Linked DNA regions of Muntiacus reevesi: all the other regions are linked to region 1. The links are chromatin contacts, called in public Hi-C maps. All regions are on one chromosome and are shown on one strand. The core of a region is the stretch at or near the end of the contact, and the rest is flanking DNA. Distances in the headings are between cores, read along the strand shown.

The links. Hi-C and Micro-C count contacts between places; a contact is called where the count stands out from the background.
Region 2: a Hi-C map of blood shows a contact between it and region 1, with 2.9 times the contacts expected there. The contact joins the promoter of KLHL28 here to the promoter of MIS18BP1 in region 1. A contact is called at or near these places in 2 of 3 Hi-C or Micro-C datasets (blood and muscle).
Region 3: a contact with region 1 is called in a Hi-C map of blood, with 2.5 times the contacts expected there. The contact joins the promoter of LCMT2 here to the promoter of MIS18BP1 in region 1. A contact is called at or near these places in 2 of 3 Hi-C or Micro-C datasets (blood and muscle).

What each region holds. Positions count from the first base shown.
Region 1 is chr15:51,690,628-51,695,196 of mMunRee1.1, reverse strand. MIS18BP1 (MIS18 binding protein 1) reads left to right here and starts at 2,392. Exons shown (of 14, transcript XM_065906280.1): 1 at 2,392-2,899.
Region 2 is chr15:51,451,355-51,455,923 of mMunRee1.1, reverse strand. KLHL28 (kelch like family member 28) reads left to right here and starts at 2,218. Exons shown (of 5, transcript XM_065906253.1): 1 at 2,218-2,301. TOGARAM1 (TOG array regulator of axonemal microtubules 1) reads right to left here and starts at 1,918. Exons shown (of 21, transcript XM_065906275.1): 1 at 1-1,918. The coding sequence starts at 1,728.
Region 3 is chr15:51,818,271-51,822,839 of mMunRee1.1, reverse strand. LCMT2 (leucine carboxyl methyltransferase 2) reads left to right here and starts at 1,940. Exons shown (of 1, transcript XM_065905826.1): 1 at 1,940-4,110. The coding sequence starts at 1,999. The coding sequence ends at 4,053. ADAL (adenosine deaminase like) reads right to left here and starts at 2,122. Exons shown (of 13, transcript XM_065905832.1): 1 at 1,963-2,122; 2 at 1,575-1,732.

The DNA.
Region 1 (4,569 bases), core at 1,143-3,642:
ATCTTCATAACACTTATTACAATTCGTAATGGTATGTTTATGTGCTTGTATGTTGTCTCTATCACGTAACAATCTCCTTGGCAGTCTTTCCTTCTGAAGGGTCCTCCTCTAAGAAGCCTGGATAACCCCCCTGTTGACTCAATCCTCATCCCTCCTTTCAGTCCACAGGACGGTAGTAGTTGCATAGCTGTTGAGAGAGAGAAGACTAAAATCCTAATTCAGGGCTACATCTTCCAAATGTAGGATTTATCATCTTTGGCACTATTGACATTTCAGATTTAAGAATTCTTTGTACTGGAAGGGCTGTCCTATGCACTACAAGATGTTTAGTAGCATTCCTGCCCTCTGCTCTCTAGCTGCCAGTGGCACCCTTATAAGCTATGACATTTATATTTCCAGACTGAGCCAAATGTCCCCTGCAGTGCAAAATCATCCCTGGCCTTGATGAAAGAGCATCTTTTTTCTAATTCTTCTCAAAATACTATTTGGTCAATTAGTATACAACTGGAAAGTGAAGTCGCTCAGTTGTGTCCAACTCTTTGCGATCCCGTGGACTATAGACTATCAGGCTCCTCCGTCCATGGGATTCTCCAGGCAAGAATACTGGAGTGGGTTACCATTTCCTTCTCCAGGGGATCTTCCCAACCCAGGGATTGAACCCAGGTCTCCCACATTGGAGGCAGACACTTTAACCTCTGAGCCACCAGGGAAGCCCAGTATACAACTGGACCATAGTATATTACCATGGTTTCTGGGAATATTCTTCCAGGCTAAGCAGATACAGATCTCTTGACTGCAACTCCCACACAACATAAGAATTCCATCCCCTCTTACTTTGTATTTTAAACCCTAAGTAGGTCTCTATGTGTTCCCAGGTGTTACAGATTTAGGACAGATTATCCCAGGTGCCTGGCTCTGACCATAAAAAGCCCGTCTATCCTTGGAAACACAAACTTAAGAGGATCCATCCAAGGGAGCATGTTGATGCTCCATTGGACAGATGAAGGTTGTCCCTTGGCCTATATACCTTCTCACTGCACTTTTATCCACAAAGTGTTATTCAGACTTCCTTGGAAAATTATTAGTCACTCTTATGTAAATTCTTGTTGCTGTTCACCCTGGAGCATACTAGATCCTACTTACTTCTCAAACAGAAGTGGCTAATTTAAAAAATTAAAGTCTGTAATTCTGAGTGTCTGCCCTTAATATTTAAAAGTTCCTGTTTTAGATGAAAGTGTGAGCCATGGTTACCTTCATCATCAGAAACAGAAATCTTTCATGCCTCTATTTCAGATGCTTTTAAGTATGAATGCCCCTCTTTTCAAAGTCCCTCTATCCCACAAAGTGTATTTCATAGATTTCACTAAACATATATTTCAAGTTTGGTTTGCCTGCTAAGTCCCTTCAGTTGTGTCCAACTCTTTGAGACCTCATGGACTGTACCGCCAAGCGCCTCTGTCCATGTAATTTTCCAGCCAAGAATACTGGAATGGACTGCCAGGCCCTCCTCCAAGGCATCTTCCAAACCCAGAGATTGAACCCGCGTTTCTTACATCTCCTGAATTGGCAGGCGAGTTCTTTACCACTATGCCATCTGGTTTTTCCCATAATTTGGTGCAAATCCATGTCCAGCCATTTTCTCATTATGCTGCACAGTCAGAAATTTCTATGCAGACCTGATTCTCTCCTCCCACTACCAACTGGTTTCTTTTCCTTACTTGCATTCATTCGATGTTTTATTTATTTTCATTCGATGTTTTAAAAAGTGTGTTTTAAAAAAAAGTGTATTTTAGATTCTGAATATTCGATGAGCACAAGATTTATGGATACATGATTTAGAGGAGAGAATATCAAACGTCACTTTAAAGAGGCAAAAAATAAACTCTCCGGTCCTAAATGTTGACTTGGTGGGGGGTGGGGCGCAGTCCATGAAGAGAACACGCAGGACGGGAGCTGGAACAGATTTAAGGCTGGAAACTCTAGTTACTCCTCTGGCTCCTCCTCCTCCAAGACTGAAACAAGGCATTCTACAGTTTCCAGCCCGCAACGCGTCATGCCGGGGCGCTGAGCCGAAGGAAGCACAGTACACTGGGAGAAGTCTAAGACTGGGATAAGTCTGAACGCGACTGGAACAAACTGCATCGCAACCCAGTAGTCAAGATGAATTGCTTTTATGGTTCGAGATGATTAGGTTAAAAATTATAACTATTGCAAGTATAACTTTGCATTTAGTCCACTATCCCCTCAAGAACAAAACGTTCCTTCTCGGCCTCAAATATCTGACGGCCAGGGAAAACTTAAAAGCTCTCTTAAACATATTCAGCAAGCTAATTCCTCACACTTGGAAGCAACAAATAACCAAAAGCTATTACCGTTCTCACACAGAGAAAGAGGGTAGCCGAGAAGGACCAAACGTAAGAAGCGCAGTAGCGCGTCTGACGTCTGACGTAGCTTTCCTGCCGCAAAGCATTTCGGGAAGAGCCGCGAAACGCGAAGCTGGCGTTCTTCTGAAGAAGAAACAAAGTCCAAGGACGACTAGAGGTGCCTGCCTAGTACCTGTCGCAGCTTGGGGTTACCCAGTTTTTCTGGAAACAGCCATTGCCCACGCGGAGCGGGAAGCGCCCCCAGGCTTCCGGAGTCCCAGTGAGACGCACGGTGACGCAATTCCTGAGCGCGCCAATCCAGGGTTGGCCGGGAGCGCGGGCTCTTCAAATTTGAATTCCCTAATAGTTCGTGTTAGGGAACCTCACGGAGAAGGTGAGAATCACCTGGGGTTCGGCCGCTGAGGGGTGGGGCAGACTTGGGCCAGAGGCGCGATCTTAGGGCGCCCAGGTCCCCCGCTGCCCCGAAGCCGAGCCCAGACTGCTGCCGTCTCGCCCGGTCGGGCTCTTCATCCAAGGTACGGCCTCCCCGACCCTCTACCCTAGCTTCTGCCTCCGGTCCCTCTGGCGCAGCGAGTTCCAGCGCTTCAGTTTTCTGCGGTCTCGCGGACTTTTGTACGTTTCTGTCTTTGGCTGCGGTATCACGACCACTCATTCATTCGGTGTGTATTTGCTGCGTGTCTACTGTATTTATCAAGAGAGCAGACCTCTTTCCCTCTGATTTCGTTTCAGTGGTGAGCGTCCTAGGCTTTTGTTCTACAATCACTTCCAGAAAAAAAAAAAAAATAGATTTCCAAATAGGAATATTGTGTGCGTCACTGCCCGATTCTTCACCTTGGAACCCAGGATCCACAGAGCTAAAGAAACAATTTATCCATCTAGTGTGTGTTTTCTTCTGATTAAATTACATATTGCAAACATTTTCAGATGTAAATAGCCCTTCATCCCTCTCTACAAAGATAAGTGCTATTTACAATTACAGTTTTTACAATATCTTAATTCCAGATTTTTCCGTCTTTGCGTATACTGTTTTTTTTTTTTTAACAAATTCAATTGCACAACCTGTTCTGCTGCTTTTTAAACTTAGTATATTCCAGCTACTTTCTATGTCAGAGTGTGTGTGTGTCTGTATGTATATCTTTTTATTTATTTATTTTTTGTGTGTGTTTTATTTTATTTTATTTTTTTTTAATTTTTTTTTTATTTTTTATTTTTTTTTATTTTTTGTATATCTTTTTATTGAATACATAGAATTCAGTTATATGGATGACAAAAGCAGAATTTTGTCCCATATTGATAGACGTCTAGGTTGTTTCTAGTTAGCCCGGTGCTTTAGTGAACAGCGGAATTTTGGTAGCCATCTAGATTGTTTACAATCAGTTTAGTACTTCCGTGAACATCCTTGTATAGGGCCTGTTTAAGAACTTAGGCTTTGAAATCAGATAGACTGGAGTCCTGCTCTTAATTGCCAGTGGGACCTTGGACTGGTTATTTAACCACTTTATGCCTTAGTTTTCTCATCTTCAAAATGGGGATAATAACAATACTTTTATGAATTGCTGTAAGATTAAGTAGTGTCTGATATAGGTGCAGTAGATGTTGAATATTATTACCACATATGTATTTGCATTCTTTTGTAGATGTTTCCATAAGAAAAATTTTAAGTGGAATTTATTGATCAATGGCATGCACATCTATAGTTTGAAATTAACCTTTACCAAACTGATAAACATAAGAAGTCTCACTTTTAATTTGCATCTCTTCATTTATTAGTAAAATAGAGTGTCATTTTGACTCATTTATGGGCCATTTGTATTCTATTAAATGCCTTTCATGTCCTTTGGTCATTTTTTATGTTGATCATTTCTTTAAATTGATTCATTTGGTTTCTTTGAATGTTATCCATTGGGTTGGCCAAAAAGTTCCTTTGGTTTCTAAGTGTAAATGAAAGACCTTTTTCATTTTCACCAAGAATTTTATGGAACAGCATATTCACCATTTTATTCCACTACATTCTGCCATTTTTCAGGCAACTTCATAATTCCATCTTCCCAAAACTTGTTATCTTTTTGAGCAAAGAACTCTTCCACATGCCATTTATAGTCCCCCAAGAGACTGAAATTTTTTTCATTAAGAGAATTTTGTAAAGACTGAAATAAACGGGAATCTGAAGATGCAATGTCTGGTG
Region 2 (4,569 bases), core at 969-3,468, 240 kb after region 1:
TTTCCTAGCCAATCTGGCCTGCACAGCATTCATCACTCCATCTCCATTATCCTGCAGCTCCACAGTATCCACAGCTTTGAAAAGGGTGCTGGTTTTACCTGAGCCCATTGACGATGCCAACACAGCAAAGGCTTCAAGAGCTGCCTGGCGTACCCTGCGTTTGCTATCTACAAGAGCTGGGGCAAGATCAAAAGACAGTTTGGATAAGTCAAAATCCTCACTGGGATAAGTCAGGAGGGAGCAGATGCAAATGTTCACCACCTCCTCTCTCACTCTGGAATGCTTATGTTTGAGATGTTCCAAGAGCAAGCAAAGCACCTGTTGAGGACCTACTTCCTTCATGAGCTTGAGGAAGATTTTCATGTACTCTTGTTTGATCACCAACTTGTTGTCTGCCAGCACTTTGACAGAAGCTGCTATAACAGGTCCCAAGAACTGTTGTACCTGCTCTCCAAGGCGAATAACCAGTAAATGCAAGACTTGAAGTGTGCCGTGGACCACTTTGAAGTTAGAATCGTCTAACAAATTATACAGCAAACTAATGAAACTCACAAAGCTAGGATGAGAGGTGGAACTTGGGTTAAAGCGTCCCATCACCTGTTTTAGTTCCTCAACAGCCTGAGTCCGGTTCTTATAGTCTTCCTGATCTAACAACCTTGAATGCAGCTCCTGAGGAATAATCCCAAATTTAAGATTGCTGTTGGAAAGACTCACTGCACAGGGAAGGGGATCTTCAGGAAATCCAGATGCTTCAAGTTCCAAATAATAAGGAACCTGACTTCCAAACTGGGACTCCAGGCGGCGATTGTAGTGTCTCCTCAGGGCAGAAGGCAGGCGAGAGATATAGGACTGAAATCTCTCTTGGCCAAGACGCTCCCCTATTTGTTGAAGTGCAGAGAAAGCTGTCTCAGATTCTTCTTCTATCTCCTGACCGCCAAGTTTTCGGGCTAAGGATATTATCACTTCGGTAAGATCTAGGTCGAGCAACAAATCCTCAGGGGTAAGCAATATAGGGAACAGTAGTGCTGTGGAGGCTCTAAGCCGGGCGTCGGTACTTTCCAGTCCTTGTTGTATAAGCGTCCTCAGCACCTGTCCAGAACTACGCTTCAAACAGATGTGTAGGATCTGCAGCGCATCCTTTCGCAGGGCTGGATTCTCTTCTCGTAGCGAGACGACAAGCTGAGGCAGAAGAGCTAAGCTAAAGGCCTCTTCCAGCTGGCCTAACTCCCCCTGACCCCGGAGAACGTCCGAGAGGAACTGCAAGCAGAGTCGTTTCTCATCACTACCTCCTTCCACAAGCACTCGGCCCAGGGCCCGATACAGCGCTTCCTTTCGTCGGGGCAAGCCAAGTCGACCGCCCCGCCGCGGCAAAGCAGCCTGTAAAGCCTGGAAGGCCTCGGAAGGATCGGGCGCGGTCCGCAGTTGTTGAAGGAGCCGAGTCTCCTCTTCATCTCCCCCCGACAAACCACCTCCAGGCCCAGACCAACTACTTGAGATTGCCTCCGCGGGCATCAAGAGGGTCGAGGCCAGAGGCGAGGGTGTCGGGGGGCAGGAACCGTGGTCTCCGGCAGCTCCACGGCAGCAATAGTTTTTCTCGCCTCTCATGGCGCCCCCACCTCGACTATCATCAGTCTCTGGGGCGGAAGGACGACTGCGGCTCTGGAGGCGATAGGCACAGAAGGATGGAAGGGGCGGCAGCGGGAGCAGGGCTGAGGGCGCAGCCGCCATGGAGGGTCGTCAAGTGGCGGAGACTAGAGCAAACCATCGTCTCCGAAGGGCTCGATGGAGCCCAGCCTTCCTGTTCCTCTCCAAGCCTCAACCTGCAGAGGAGGAAAAGCGAACAACTTGAGCCCCTGACTCCCGGAGGCTGCCTTCGGCAAAATGGCCCCCGCCTGAGCCCCAGACCCCACAGCTACCACCGGGCGTAACCAGGGGCACCACGTGACCAAACCGAGCGCTTCCAAGGTGATGTACCCAGCGCGGACCTCTTGACCCGGAAATCAACCTGCCGTGATGCATGCAGGGTCATGTAGTCCACGTCAGAAATTCGGGCTAGGCGGAAGGGCTCTGGAAAAGGAAGTGAGAACATTGCGAACGTAAGGAACGTCTCTGGAATGGAGAAGGCGAGGAACAGATAAAGCATTAAGCGGAAGTGACGCTCTCCTCGCTCAGGGCGGAAGTTCCCCGCCCCACCCGTAAGAATTAGTGTTCGACTAGAGACAAGTAAGGATCTTGCCCGGTCTCGAGTTGTCCGCCGCTCCTCCTCCTCCTGTCGCTGCGGGCGTGATTCCTGGGACTCAGGTATTTTCCTTTGCTGTCCTGGAGCGCAGGCTTTGACAGAGTTCTGCTGGAGTGCAGTTGGTGTCAGAGTAAGAGATAAAGAAATGAACGGGAGCAAGCAGGGACAGAGGCGACATCTTCTTGTGCAGGGCTCGTTATCGCAGTAAACGCGTTGTGGTCTACAGCCCTGGGTAAGGGCGATCCTTTCTTCCTGCCGTCCGCATACCGGTACGAGAGATGCGGACTAAGGCCAAGCTCAGAGCTCGGGTACTTTTTTTCAAATCCCGGTGTTTTGGGACCTTACTCTCCCCGTCCTTTCCTACCTCCCCCCTCCCCCGCCCCGGTCCCCTTTTCCTACTTCTCTTACCCTCGGGTTGTGAAGGGTTAATGGTTTTCTGTCGTTTTCGCTTATCCTCATCACTTTAAGTTCTCTTTGAAAACGTACTTGATCTGCAGATAAGTCTATTTTTCCTTGTAGCTAAACTTCTGTCCCTTTTAGGTTCTCAAAGTCTAATGCAGCTCCTCTGTGGGACTCACCCCTTTCCCCCGCTAGCTCCCTCTGCCACCCCAACCTCCCTGCAGGATCTTCTCGCAGCTCTGCAGCCTTTCAGTCTCCTGGAAACCGAGATTGCAAAGACAATTTCAGTTGCGGTTGAAGTTCTTTGCCTCACTGTCCTAAGAGAATTCCGCCCTATAGATTTAGAGCCGATGATAGACGTTTCTTTGTTTTAGGCGAACTGTGAATTTGATAAGCAGTCTTTCTTCTTTGTAGTTAAATGTAGGCGGAAACAATTGAAAAGCTGGAGTGCCTAGTGTGAGGCAGAGTTCTTTCAAGTGTGGAAGAGAATATTTTGGGGAAGGAATAATACACTTGTTTTTGAATGACCCAGTGAGAAAATTCTGTTATCATTTGAAGTCTCCAGTTTATGCACTTAAAATGCAAGTGTTCCTACCCAGTTCTGTAAGTCTTAGTATGCCAAACCAATTTTATAAAAAAATTTGCTGGATAAGTAAGGCAAGTTCGAAAATCATTTCTGGATGGTGTCTTAAAGCACAATTTTATTTATTTATTTATTTATTTTTTTAATTTGTGTCTGGCTCTTTCTGTAATCCCACGGACTGTAGGCCGCCAGGCTCCTCTGTCCATGTGATTTCCCAGGCAAGAATACTGGAGTGGGTTACCATTTCCTTCTCCAGGGATCTTCCTGACCCAGGGATTGAACCTGCATCTCTCTCATTGGCAGGCAGATTCCTTACCACTGAGCCACCTGGGAAGGCCCCACAATTTTATTATTATAGGTTTCTTTTTTCCTTTTCTTTTGGAAGTAGAATAAATGTAAACGAAGCCTGTGTAAACATGCATCCTTCTGCTTTGGTTTAAATTCTAGGATGTTACTTGATTTTAATTAATCATTTTAGTGTTTAATGAATCTCCCTTAATTTGGTTTGACTAGATTTCAGTAGACCAAAAGTTTTTTTTTTTTAATTTTGTGGGTAGGATAACGGCAGAAGAGTGAAAACCAAGACATGATTTTGACAGTTGTCAATGAGAAAGAATGTCAGTTTCTCATTTTCAGTGCAAGAAGTTCAAATTCATACTTTTACTCATATGTTAAGACGTCAGGAACTCAATTCAGACTAAAGTAAAAGAATGATATACACAACAGAATGTAACATTAGAATGCCAGTTTATGTTGGAATAGAAGATAACCCTTTCCAGTGATCAGAATTTTCAGGTTTAAAATCCAGTGCATTCTTTCCTGTATCCAAGAACTTGGGAAGTTGTGTGGTAATCATGGAACAAAAAATGAACTTGGAAAGTCCTGAATTATATTGCATCATTAAAATTATGGTAGAAGTTTAAGAATTACCTGTTCTCTCTATAAAGAATACTTTTCAAGGATTTGAATGCTTAAATCAACTACTTATATCCTTTTCCTTGAAACAAAACAAGATGAGTTTTCATTTTAGCCCCTTTTCTTAGGGCCCTGTAGATCACTATGTTATAGATTGCAATGTGTTTTATATCTATTACCTTTAACTTCCTTGATTAAGACTTGGAAGATGCATTATTCTCTATGATGGATTTTTAGGAAATGGGACCTTACCAGCATCCCATATCTTACTAATTATCTTTTAGGGTTGAAAGTGAAAGTCCCTGGGTCGAGTCAAGCTCTTTGAGACCCCATACACTGACTATACAGTCCATGGAATTCTCCAGGCCAGAATACTGGAGTGGGTAGACTTTGCTTTCTCCAGGGGATCTTGCCTACCCAAGTATCCATCCCA
Region 3 (4,569 bases), core at 691-3,190, 130 kb before region 1:
AAAGTACATCATGAAAAACGCTGGGCTGGATGAAGCACAAGCTGGAATCAAGATTGCTGGGAGAAATATCAATAACCTCAGATATGCAGATGACACCACCCTGAAGGCAGAAAGTGAAGAACTAAAGAGCCGCTTGATGGAAGTGAAAGAGGAGAGTGAAAAAGTTGGCTTAAAGCTCAACATTCAGAAAACAAAGATCACGGCCTCTGGTCCCATCACTTCATGGCAAATAGATGGAGAAACAGTGGAAACAGTGGCAGACTATTTTTTTGGGCTCCAAAATCACTGCAGATGGTGACTGCAGCCATGAAATTAAAAGACACTTACTCCTTGGGAGAAAAGTTATGACCAACCTAGACAGCATATTAAAAAGCAGAGATGTTACTTTGCCAACAAAGGTCCGTCTAGTCAAAGCTATGGTTTTTCCAGTAGTCATGTATGGATATGAAAGTTGGACTATAAAGAAAGCTGAGCGCCAAAGAATTGATGTTTTTGAACTGTGGTGTTGGAGAAGACTCTTGAGAGTCCCTTGGACTGCAAGGAGAGCCAACCAGTCCATCTTAAAAGAGATCAGTCCTGAATATTCATTGGAAGGACTGATGTTGAAGCTGAAACTCCAATACTTTGGCCACTTGATGCGAAGGGCTGACTCATTTGAAAAGATCCTGATGCTGGGAAAGATTGAAGGCAGGAGGAGGAGGGGACGACAGAAGATGAGATGGTTGGATGGCATCACTGACTCAATGGACATGAGTTTGAGTAAACTCCGGGAGTTGGTGATGGACAGGGAGGACTGGCATGCTGCAGTCCATGGGGTCGCAAAGAGTCAGACACGACTGAGCGACTGAACTAAACGGAAAGTCACTAAGAGCTCTTAAATACCAAATCTAAATGACACAGTTCCAGTATCCGAATCAGCTGGACTCCAAAACTCATGCCCTTCACTATTATGCTATACTGCTTCAAGGTAACCATACTTAAGAGACACCCTGATTTCCTTCTCCTTCTAGGCTCCCACAGTCACCAAATCCCAATTAACAAGTTACAAATCCCCCAAGTATCTTTGCAAGTGATTTCCTACTGGTGATGACTCCCAAACACTCAAACTTGAAACTTGATTATTTTAAACTGCTAAGACTCAGAAAGAATAATCACTTCTCTTCTGTGATTCCCTCTTCCACAGACATATTCAATTCTATCCAAGAAGACAGAACTTTGAACGCTGAGGGGAGTATCACTTTACAGCTGAGAAACAAAGGTTGAGTGGTGTATTTACTGTAAGCTTAGCACAGAGCCTGGGATACAAGGGAATCGACAGTATACATTTGTGGGGAAACACTGATTGGGTGAATCACAACTTCTGTAAAGGTTTCTTCATTTTGTACCTGGCCTCACTAACTTGTTTTCAGACGTAAATGGGATCTCTTCGTATTCGTAGTTAGCATCCAAGGAAAGATCGTTTCTTCTCCCTGCCCCCTAAAATTCGTGGTCCTAACCCTGTTTGTCGCTACCAGACACTCAATGCAGGCGCTGCAGTCCAACGAGTTCTGGGTTGTCAGTCCCCACAGGCTCACCTCTGAAAGCTTTTTGTCAACAGTTGAGTCAGCTTATGAAAACTTAAGAAATATTTTCGTTTCAGCCAGGAAGGCTTGTAGAAAAGTGACAATCCGCGCTTCCCCGACACAGTCAACGTGTCCACAAAAAGACGCAGCCGTCAGTCTTCCCGCGAAATCTTGGTCATAGAAAATCAAAGAAACGTCAATCACAGCCGACTGTCAGCGCCAGCTGCAGCCTACTCAATCCCGATTGGCGAGGCGCGCCCTTCCGGAAGTGACGCCCGCCTATCCGAGGAAGAGATGAAACTGGGCGTTGTTTCCCGCCCCCCCCCCCGCCCCGCCCAGTACCGAGTCCGCGAGCTGTACTCGCGGGTACAGGGTACTACCGGACCAAAGGGCAGCTCACCACCCCGACGGACCGCAGCTCCTGACTCCCCTGACCATGGGCTCGCGCAGCCGTGAACGTCGGGCTGAGGCAGTGCAGAGCACCAACGACAGCAGCGCGCTCAGCAAGAGCTCCCTGGCCGCGCGCGGGTACGTGCACGATGCCTTTGCTGCCTTGTTGGTTCCGGGGACGGCGCGCCGCGCGCCGCTCATCCACCGCGGTTACTACGTCCGCGCACGCGCCGTGCGGCACTGCGTGCGCGCCTTCGTAGAGCGGACGTGCGCGGCCCCCGGCAGCCCTCGCGCGCAGATTCTGTCGCTGGGCGCCGGCTCAGACTCACTGTATTTTCGCCTGAAAACTACCGGCCGCCTGGCAGAAGCTGCTGTCTGGGAGGTGGACTTTCCGGACGTGGCCGAGCGCAAAGCGCAGAGGATTCGAGATACGCCGGATCTGTGCGCGTTAACCGGGCCTTTCCAGCGCGGAGACCCCGGGTCCAATCTGTGCTTTGAGAGCTCAGACTACCGCATCCTGGGCCTGGACCTGCGGCAGCTGCAGCGGCTGGACCAGGCCCTTGCCGCCGCCGGTCTTGACGCGGCCGCCCCTACCCTGCTCCTGGCTGAGGCCGTGCTCACCTACCTCGAGCCGGATGATGCCGCGGCCCTCATCGCCTGGGCCGCCCAGCGGTTTTCTAATGCCATTTTCGTCGTCTATGAGCAGATGAGACCGCAGGACGCCTTTGGCGAGTTCATGCAGCAACATTTTCGGCACCTAAATTCTCCCCTTAATGGCCTTGACCGCTTTCCCGACGCGGAGGCCCAGCAGAAGCGTTTCCTTCAGGCCGGCTGGACTGCCTGTCGCGCCATGGACCTGAATGAATTCTATCGCTGCTTTCTCCCCGCAGAAGAACGCCGACGCGTGGAAAATCTTGAACCTTTTGACGAGTTTGAGGAGTGGCATCTGAAGTGTGCCCACTATTTCATTCTAGCCGCTTCTCGGGGAGACAGCCTCTCCCAGACTCTGGTGTTTCCACCTTCAGAGATGTTTCCTCGGATAGATCCGGCTTCCCCTTCAGGAGTCTTCCCTGCCAGTGTAGTCACTGGGGACACGCAGGGCCCGGGCCTTAGGAGATATGGCCACGCCTCTGTCCTTTTGAGCCCAGGCGTTATTCTCAGTGCAGGAGGATTTGGAGAGCAGGAGGGGCGACATTGCCGAGTGAGCAAGTTTCATATGCTCTTAAGATACAGTGACTTTGAATGGAAAGGCAACCAGATAGGCAGCTGGGGAACTGGAGCTCAGTGGGATGGACGCCTTTATCACACCATGACAAGACTTTCAGATACTCAGGTTCTGGTTCTAGGAGGGAGACTGTCCCCAGTAACTCCAGCCTTGGGGATACTCCAACTTTCTTGTGTGAAAGAGGATAATAGCAGTGAGGACCCAAATGTAACAGTCACGAAGTTCAGTCCAGAAGATTCCACCTTGTCACGTTGGCGCCATTCAACAACAGAAGTGTCCTGTGAGAATCAGAAATATTTGTTTGTGTATGGGGGCCGCAGTGTGGCAGAACCTGTACTAAGTGACTGGCATTTCCTCCACGTGGGAACAATGACTTGGGTTAGCATCCCAGTGGAAGGAGAAGGACCTGAAGGTCGGCATTCCCACAGTGCCTGCAGCTGGCAAGGGGGAGCCCTCATTGCTGGAGGTCTGGGTGCTTCTGAGGAGCCACTGAGCTCTGTATTCTTTCTGAAACCAATCACTTGTGGATTCCTCTGGGAATCCATAGCCATCCAGCCTCCCATTACCCCAAGGTACTCCCACACAGCTCATGTAGTCAATGGGAAGCTTTTGCTGGTTGGAGGGGTCTGGATTCATTCCTCCGCAGTTCCTGGAGTGACTGTTATTGATTTGTCTACAGGATTGAGCTTTGAGTATCAGATTGACACAACATGTGTGCCATGGCCATTAATGCTACACAATCATACCAGCATCCTCTTTCCTGAAGAGCAACAGCTCCTGCTCCTTGGAGGTGGTGGGAACTGCTTTTCCTTTGGCACCTACTTCAACCCCCATACAGTGACATTAGACCTTTCTTCTTTAAGTGCTAGACAGTAAAGACTGGCACTTAAAGACTGGACTTCCTTTATATTCAGGACCCACTAAAGTGGACAATAAAGCTTTCCAAAATAGGATTTGACTCTGGCTTTGCATAGTACCACTCCCTCTTCCCACTCATTTTTTTGTTTTTGGTTTTTTTCTTAGCACTTACTCAGTGCAGAAAGGCAGGGGGGGGGGGGGGCGGTTAAACACACCAAAATTCCAAGAGATAGTACAAAAATAGAGTGGTCATATAGTCCTAGAGTAGGATTTGGGGGCCTCTGGATCCCCATATCTAATTTCTTGGTCTTCCTCCCACTTTCTAATCTGTGTTTACCCATTTATTGAGTTACAATGACCTTTCGCCTAAGTAAAGTGAAAAACTTCCCACTCCCAGGCTTTGTGATTTTAAATGGGACCTTGGAAAAAGTTTCACACAGATCCTTGCTAAGAACACAAGGTTGAATATAGGTGAAGGGACATGGTTTTGACTTCATTCTTCATGTACGAAACCTGAAATGAACCCAGTTGCAG